Linked DNA regions of Rattus norvegicus: region 1 is linked to region 2. Evidence: chromatin contacts called from public Hi-C data. All regions are on one chromosome and are shown on one strand. The core of a region is the stretch at or near the end of the contact, and the rest is flanking DNA. Distances in the headings are between cores, read along the strand shown. Region 1 overlaps Mtmr12 (myotubularin related protein 12). Region 2 holds the start of Mtmr12 (myotubularin related protein 12).

The links. Hi-C and Micro-C count contacts between places; a contact is called where the count stands out from the background.
Region 1: a contact with region 2 is called in a Hi-C map of psoas muscle, with 2.0 times the contacts expected there. The contact joins the enhancer-like site here to the promoter of Mtmr12 in region 2. A contact is called at or near these places in 4 of 12 Hi-C or Micro-C datasets (liver, mammary epithelial cells and psoas muscle) and 1 of 1 datasets of contacts at active chromatin or transcription factors (oligodendrocytes).

What each region holds. Positions count from the first base shown.
Region 1 is chr2:62,990,540-62,993,689 of GRCr8, reverse strand. It overlaps Mtmr12 (myotubularin related protein 12), which reads right to left. Exons shown (of 16, transcript NM_001415035.1): 7 at 2,107-2,236. It overlaps LOC134485602 (a long non-coding RNA gene), which reads right to left. Exons shown (of 2, transcript XR_010063770.1): 2 at 2,522-3,150. Among named protein-coding and RNA genes, the nearest start is that of Mtmr12, 41 kb to the right of the region's middle. Within about 2 kb of position 1,634, at least 36 of the 93 cell types and tissues checked have an H3K27ac peak or open chromatin away from gene starts, as enhancers often do.
Region 2 is chr2:62,949,574-62,952,896 of GRCr8, reverse strand. It overlaps Mtmr12 (myotubularin related protein 12), which reads right to left and starts at 2,008. Exons shown (of 16, transcript NM_001415035.1): 1 at 1,827-2,008. The coding sequence starts at 1,907.

The sequences.
Region 1 (3,150 bases), core at 385-2,884, 41 kb before region 2:
GTACTACTGCAGTGGGCCCCTGGTCCTGGAAAGGTTTGTATGCCTTCCCTGTCTAGTAAGATTGAATATTCTACAATGTTACCACCCTAGTTAATTTCACCCTATACAAAGGTTGACACAAAAACATTTAAAAAGTCAGACAAGGGCTGGAGAGATGGCTCAGAGGTTAAGAGCACTGACTGCTCTTCCAGAGGTCCTGAGTTCAATTCCCAGCAACCACATGGTGGCTCACAACCACCTGTAATGGGATCTGATGCCCTCTTCTTGTGTGTCTGAAGACAGCCACAGTGTACTTATATATAATAAATAAATCTTTAAAAAAAAAAAAAAAAAAAGGTCAGATAGAATGTCTGGCAGGCTAGGAGATTTTGGCCTCTGTCCATGAGCACTGAGCACCACACCAGGTACAGGATGGAGGGTGTGCTCTCCTGTCCCTCAGCTCTGGTAGATCCCAGGCAGTCTTCAGAGACTATGAGCAATTAGCTCTCCCTCTTCAAAACAGTCACCTGAGGCCCCAGGAGAGTTCTGAGTGAAGAGCTTTTCTCTGCTGCTACGTTATGGAAGCTGGGCAATCCACTCAGGCACCGCATAGTGTGGGAAGGGTAGCCCAGGGCAGAGCTACATCATGCTGTGTCTGCATTGTTCATGGGTCTCTCTGTAAAGCACACACCCCACAACGCTATAAACCTTCTTGTTTCTCAGCAAAGTACAAAGAAGTCAAGATTTAGGAGTGAATTAAAAAGAGAAACAATAGGCCATGGCACCAAACAGTCAGATCTGATGATGCTACAGCTTCTCCTTCTGATCCAGACCAACTGGGGGAGGGGCCATCCTGTTCCTGTTTCAGGTTGGTTGAGATCAGAACTGATATGCTGAAGAAACCAGATACTCAAATATAAAAAGTGCTATAAACCTACAGTATTTTATGAGGCTGTCAGCACAGTGCTAGGAAGCTATGTTCCCAAATGATAAGATTCAAGTTTCTAAAAACAGATCAGCAGAGTCACCCTTTAAAAATGTAGGCCAGATCACTCCCTGCCTCAGCTCAAACTCCCCCTTCATTGTTCTCAGAATCAAAAAGAATAAATCCTTCAGGAAGCATCCGACCATCCCTTTTCCTCACCCTTTCCTCCCCTTTCTCTGGCTTGCTACTCCCCAACCCATTGGCCCCTGGATGTAGGGCACACAACCTTGCCCTGGCTGTTCTGCCTACCAGGCTTCCCTGCCTCCCCTTCTCTCAACTCTGACCTGGAACTTGCTATATAGACCAGGCTCACTTCAAACTCAGAGATCCACCCAAATGCTGGGATTAAAAGCATGTGTCGGGTTGGGGATTTAGCTCAGTGGTAGAGCACTTGCCCAGCAAGCGCAAGGCCCTGGGTTTGGTCCCCAGCTCCGAAAAAAAGAAAAAAGAAAAAAGAAAAAAAGAAAAAAAAAAAAAAAAAGGCATGTGTCACTAAGCCCAGCTGGGTGTGTTATTCTTGCAAAGGACCAGAGTTCAATTCACAGCACCCACTTTATAGCCCACTCACAGATGCCTCCAAGTCCAGCACATGGGGTCTGTGATGACTCATAGTGGTTGTCAACTTGACTGTATCTGAAATCAACTAAGCTCTGGGCACTTCTGTGAGGAATGTTCTTAATCACATCTGAAGTAGGAAGTCACGCTAAATGTGGGTGGCACCTTCTGGCAGCAGCCTGGACACAAGGACAAGGAAGAAGAAAATTGCTTTTTTGCCTTCTTGTCCTCACTTCTGCTGACAAGATCATCTATCTGTTGCTGTGGTATTCCTCTGCCATCAGAACCAACTTCTTCAAGATTTCAACATAGCAGAAGGTCAGCAATCCAAGAATCCTCCACCCTCCAGTTCCAGACTGGGACTGCTGAGACAGCCTGCCTTGAGGACTAAGCAGCTGCCGGTGTGAGGCAGCCCACACCCTGAAGGAAACCTAATAAATCACCTCTGTGTGTGGGTGAGTACACACCCCCATCCTGTCAGACTTGCTTCTTAGGAGACCCTAATATAAGATCTGAGGCTTCTTGTGGCCTCCAAGGGCGCCCACAGACACACACACTAGTGGGGAGAGCTGACGTGAAGAGCTTACCTGTCACAGACTCTGTAGCCTTCATTCACACTCACTGTTTTGTACTTCACACTCCCCTTGGTCCGCTCCAGCTCCCAGCACCAGTCTTTGGGTGTGTCAAACATTACGGTACAGTTCCTGGGGTCAGCAGCTAAGAGAACAAAGCGAGCACAGCAGTAACGTCTCTGCATGACTGTTCATGTGAGCGCACGAGCTCTGAACCCAACTTATTACACTTAAGTCTTTCTTTAATCAAAGAATAAATTCATAACTTAACTGTTCCACTTTCTGTCACTCATCCAAAATTACAATGGGAACTTTATTCAAATGTTTATTACGTTTATGTATTTTGTATGGGGGGGATGCATGCCTGTCTTAGTACATATTTGTTGATCAAAGGACAACTCGGCAGGAGTCAGTTCTCCCACCACGTGGGTGCTGGGGATTAAACTTAGATTAATCTTGGGTGTGAAGGTTCAATTTTACCTACTAAGCCATCCCACTGGTCCATGCTGTCTCTGTGCATTTTAAGGAGAGGGTTGCTTTGTTCTTCATTTTTTCATCGTGTATTTCGTGTGTTTGTGTGCACCTGTCTCTGTATGCTCAGAATGTGTGGGAACCTATGGGATCCAGGATATGGTACTAGACCCCTGGAGCTGGAGTTACAGGCAGTTGCGAGCTGCCCACTACGGGTGCTGGGAACTGAGCTTGGGTCCTTGGGAAAAGCAACAAGTGCTCTTAACTGCTAAGCCATCCCTCCAGCCCGAGAAGGCTATTCTTATTCCACAATCCTGGCATCTGCCCATGAAATAATTTACATAAAACACAAACCCTGTGAAAGACTGAAAGATGGGTTTGGCACAAGGGCTAAGGAATGAAGTATTCTTAGCCCTGCCACATGTGTATAACCCAGCTGTCTGATGAGAACAGCATGCCAGACTCTGGAACATCCGTCCTCCATCAGTTTGGGATGCAAGGGGCCTGTGCAGGATGGCACTTGATTCCTGCAGGCTGTAAATGGATCAGTCACAGTGAAGACAGTGGCCAACAGCCAAGGCCTGCATC
Region 2 (3,323 bases), core at 759-3,258:
GTTCTTTTTTTTCGGAGCTGGGGACCGAACCCTGGGCCTTGCGCTTGCTAGGCAAGCGCTCTACCACTGAGCTAAATCCCCAACCCCGACCATTATCTTTTAATAAGCCATGCACAGTTGAGTAGAGAATCTTATCCAGTACAAACTACAACAAAGACGCCCAGCATCCTCACAGCACTGTTTTAAATGCAAAAACACAAAACTGCCCTCTAAAAAGACCCAAAACCCGTGGGTGAGCACAGCGAGCTGAGCCACCGCCTTCCCCACTGCCTCTCAAAGGAAACAGCAGGGCCTGTGAACAGAGTGCACAGTCAGATGAAGGAGTTGAGCACTCTTGAACTCTGGCATACTTACAGAAGACTCTTCCCCTGTAGTTTACTCTCACTAAATAGGAAAGGTTAAAGGTTAAAGGTTAAAGTCAGTTAGCATTCAACTAGGGTGCTATCAAAGAAAGATAAAGAGAACCTGACCCCATTACCTCTATGGACTACAGGGAGAGCCTGGTGAAAATGGAGGATGACCCTGCCTCTCCGTATCAAGTTCTGACAGAGGAAGTGCTTTTTATTTGAGAATTAAGACTGAAAATAGGACCCATTTTAGTAGTCTCCGCTAGATGCCGTGATTTCAAGAGACATATGCAAAAGGCTGTAGGCACCAGCAGCCTCCCTGGCCCACCTGTTTTCCATCTTCACAGGTGAACCGTGGGCAGACATCTGGAGATGGTGAATTTGGTAAAGCATCTACCTGCACACTACTCATCAGCTTGCAGAAGTTGGGCCTGGTAGTACTGCCTTTAGTTCTAGCATTCGGGAGGCGGAGGCACGCAGAGCTCTGTGACTTCGAAGCCAGACTTGAGAAACAAACAAAATTGCAAAACAGAAAAAGGGGGGGAAAAACCCACAACTTTCACAAATCGAAAATGAGAAGGACTCTACTAAAAGATAAAGAATGACAGTTCCAGAAGTCTTCAACATGGTCTAGGAGTTCTGATTTCTCTCTCCAACCTCCTCTCTGTGCCTCACGAACGGAGTTCCAGACACACTGTCAACTGGCAGTCTTCTCTGGGGCTGCGAGGGACCCCTTACCTAGACCTAACGTCTTCTATTGACTGAAATACCACCTTTGCAAGTATGAAAGGATGTCTTGTCCCATTACCTTCTAAGTACTATACAATTTATATATATCCTGGACTGTTTGTTCCTCTTTTTACATAAGTTCCCAGGGAGCTCTATCTTTGTTCTGTTCACTGATACTTATCACAAGAATTCCAGGATCGTACCTGGCACATAGTAGGAGCTCAGAAAGTATTTCCCAAGAGAATGCACTTCTTGACTAAAATTGCAGATCGGAAGGGGTGAGATGAAATGGGAAGAGGCGTGAGGAGGATGCTCTGGGCAGACACCAAAAGAGGCCAAGGCCAACCCACATTCCGTACAGCAGCGCGGACGGAAAGCAGTGCACCACCCGCGGCAGGCGAGCTCTAAAGACTCACGAAGAAAGTCCAGGGCAGAGCATACACACCAAGCTGCGAGCTGCCGGGAAACCCCGCGGGGGGCTTTCAACCACCCAAGCTTTCTGCTACCTTCCCGGATACCTAAGGCGCTGGGGCCGCAGGACCTCCCGGACTCCGGCTCCTGCCCATAGGGGCCGTGGTGAACGACAGGGCCCTGCCCTAGCACCTGCCCGGCCTGCCGCAGGGGTCCGGGCCGCGGCCAGCCCAGAGGCCCCAGAGCGTCCTGCCGCTTCGCCCCGCCCGGCACTCGGGCAGGAAGCGCCCCTGTCCCGGCCGTTCCACCCGCCGCCGCGCTCGCCCGGCGCACTCTCACCTCAGGGCGCACGTACGACACGAAGGAGGGCTTGGGCGCCTTGGTGCCGCCGCCACCGCCGACTCCCCCTTTCCCCAGCATTCCGCCGCCTTGCGAAGCAACGACGCGCGGCGGCAGAGGCGGCGGCTCCGGCTCAGGTTCCGGCAGTGGCGGCGGCCACCAGCACCAGCGGCCGGGGCTCCGCCCATCCCTAGGGCCGCGGCAGCGGCAGTACCGCCCGCATCCGGCTCCGCCGCTTACACCGTTCGCCCCGCCCAGGCCACGCGCCCCGCCTACGGACCGTGGACACGCCCACTGCCGCTTGCTCTTTCCAGGATGAGAGGCCACGCCCTCTCCCTTGTTGGCCCGAGTGTCTGAACGCCTCTCCTGGCTTGATTTGTTCCCTGTCTGAGGCAAAGCCCGCCCCTAGGCATCCTTTGATTGGCACGGGGCAGTACCTAAAGAGATAGTTGCTCTAGAGATATTTGCTTTAGCCAATGCAGACAGCGTTCTCTCTCCGGGCTGCCCTACGATTGGATAGCGGGAATGTCGCCGTTTGCCCCAAGATTCTGCCATCGCTAAGTTATTGCGGCCAGTCGTTCTACCCCTTTGCTTTATTTATTTGTCAGCAGCTTTGAAATTCAGCTTCCGAAAGCTCGTTGAACAGAATGCCTCCGCAGACGCTTCAAATCCACACCAACGACGTTCAGACTTTGGACAAATGAAAAGAGACAGAGAGGACAGGAACTAAGTAATAGACTGAAGTAACCGCAAAATGTTGTGTCAACTTCAAACTTTTGTTTGTTGCTTGGTTTGTAACTGGTAAGATATAGTAAAAAGAAAAAACCCTTACGACTTACCTACTCTCCCAAGTTATCGACAAACCTCTCAAATTAAGCCAAGATTGCAAATAAAACACATTTGAATTCCACCTTTGGGGCACTTGCCTCACATGAGCAAAACCAAATTAAATTCTCCCTCTGGAGCATTGTGGTCGAAGAATAAGACAGGATGCAACTCACTCAAAGTTCCATCTTCTGTGAAAAGCTATTAAACATTTGCAGTTAATTTTTCAAGTGTCAGGCACCTTGCCCTGCCTTAGTCTGACCAACAGCCTTTAAAAAAAAAAAAAAATTCCCAACTAAGTACTACTCCTTCACGAAGGTCTCTTAAGTGACACGGAAAGTACTAGGGGTGGTAGTGCACATCTGCCATTTCAGCACCTGGGAGACCAGACAAAAAGATTGTCAATTTGTGGCTAGCTCAGACTACTTAGTAAGTTCAGGATCAACCCAGACCACAAATAAGACCATCTCAAAAATCTAGCAAACAATTAACTAAGCTCCTCCAGGTTGATTCCCAGGTACAGGACGTGACCCCTGACTCAGATATGCCAGACAGATTCTGTTACTTTTGTTTCCAACATCTGACCCAACCCATAAACAGAAATACTGGCTTTTCATAGAAATTCACCAAGCAAATGTCCCTTTCTTCAGGCATCATGCATTAGGTATTACT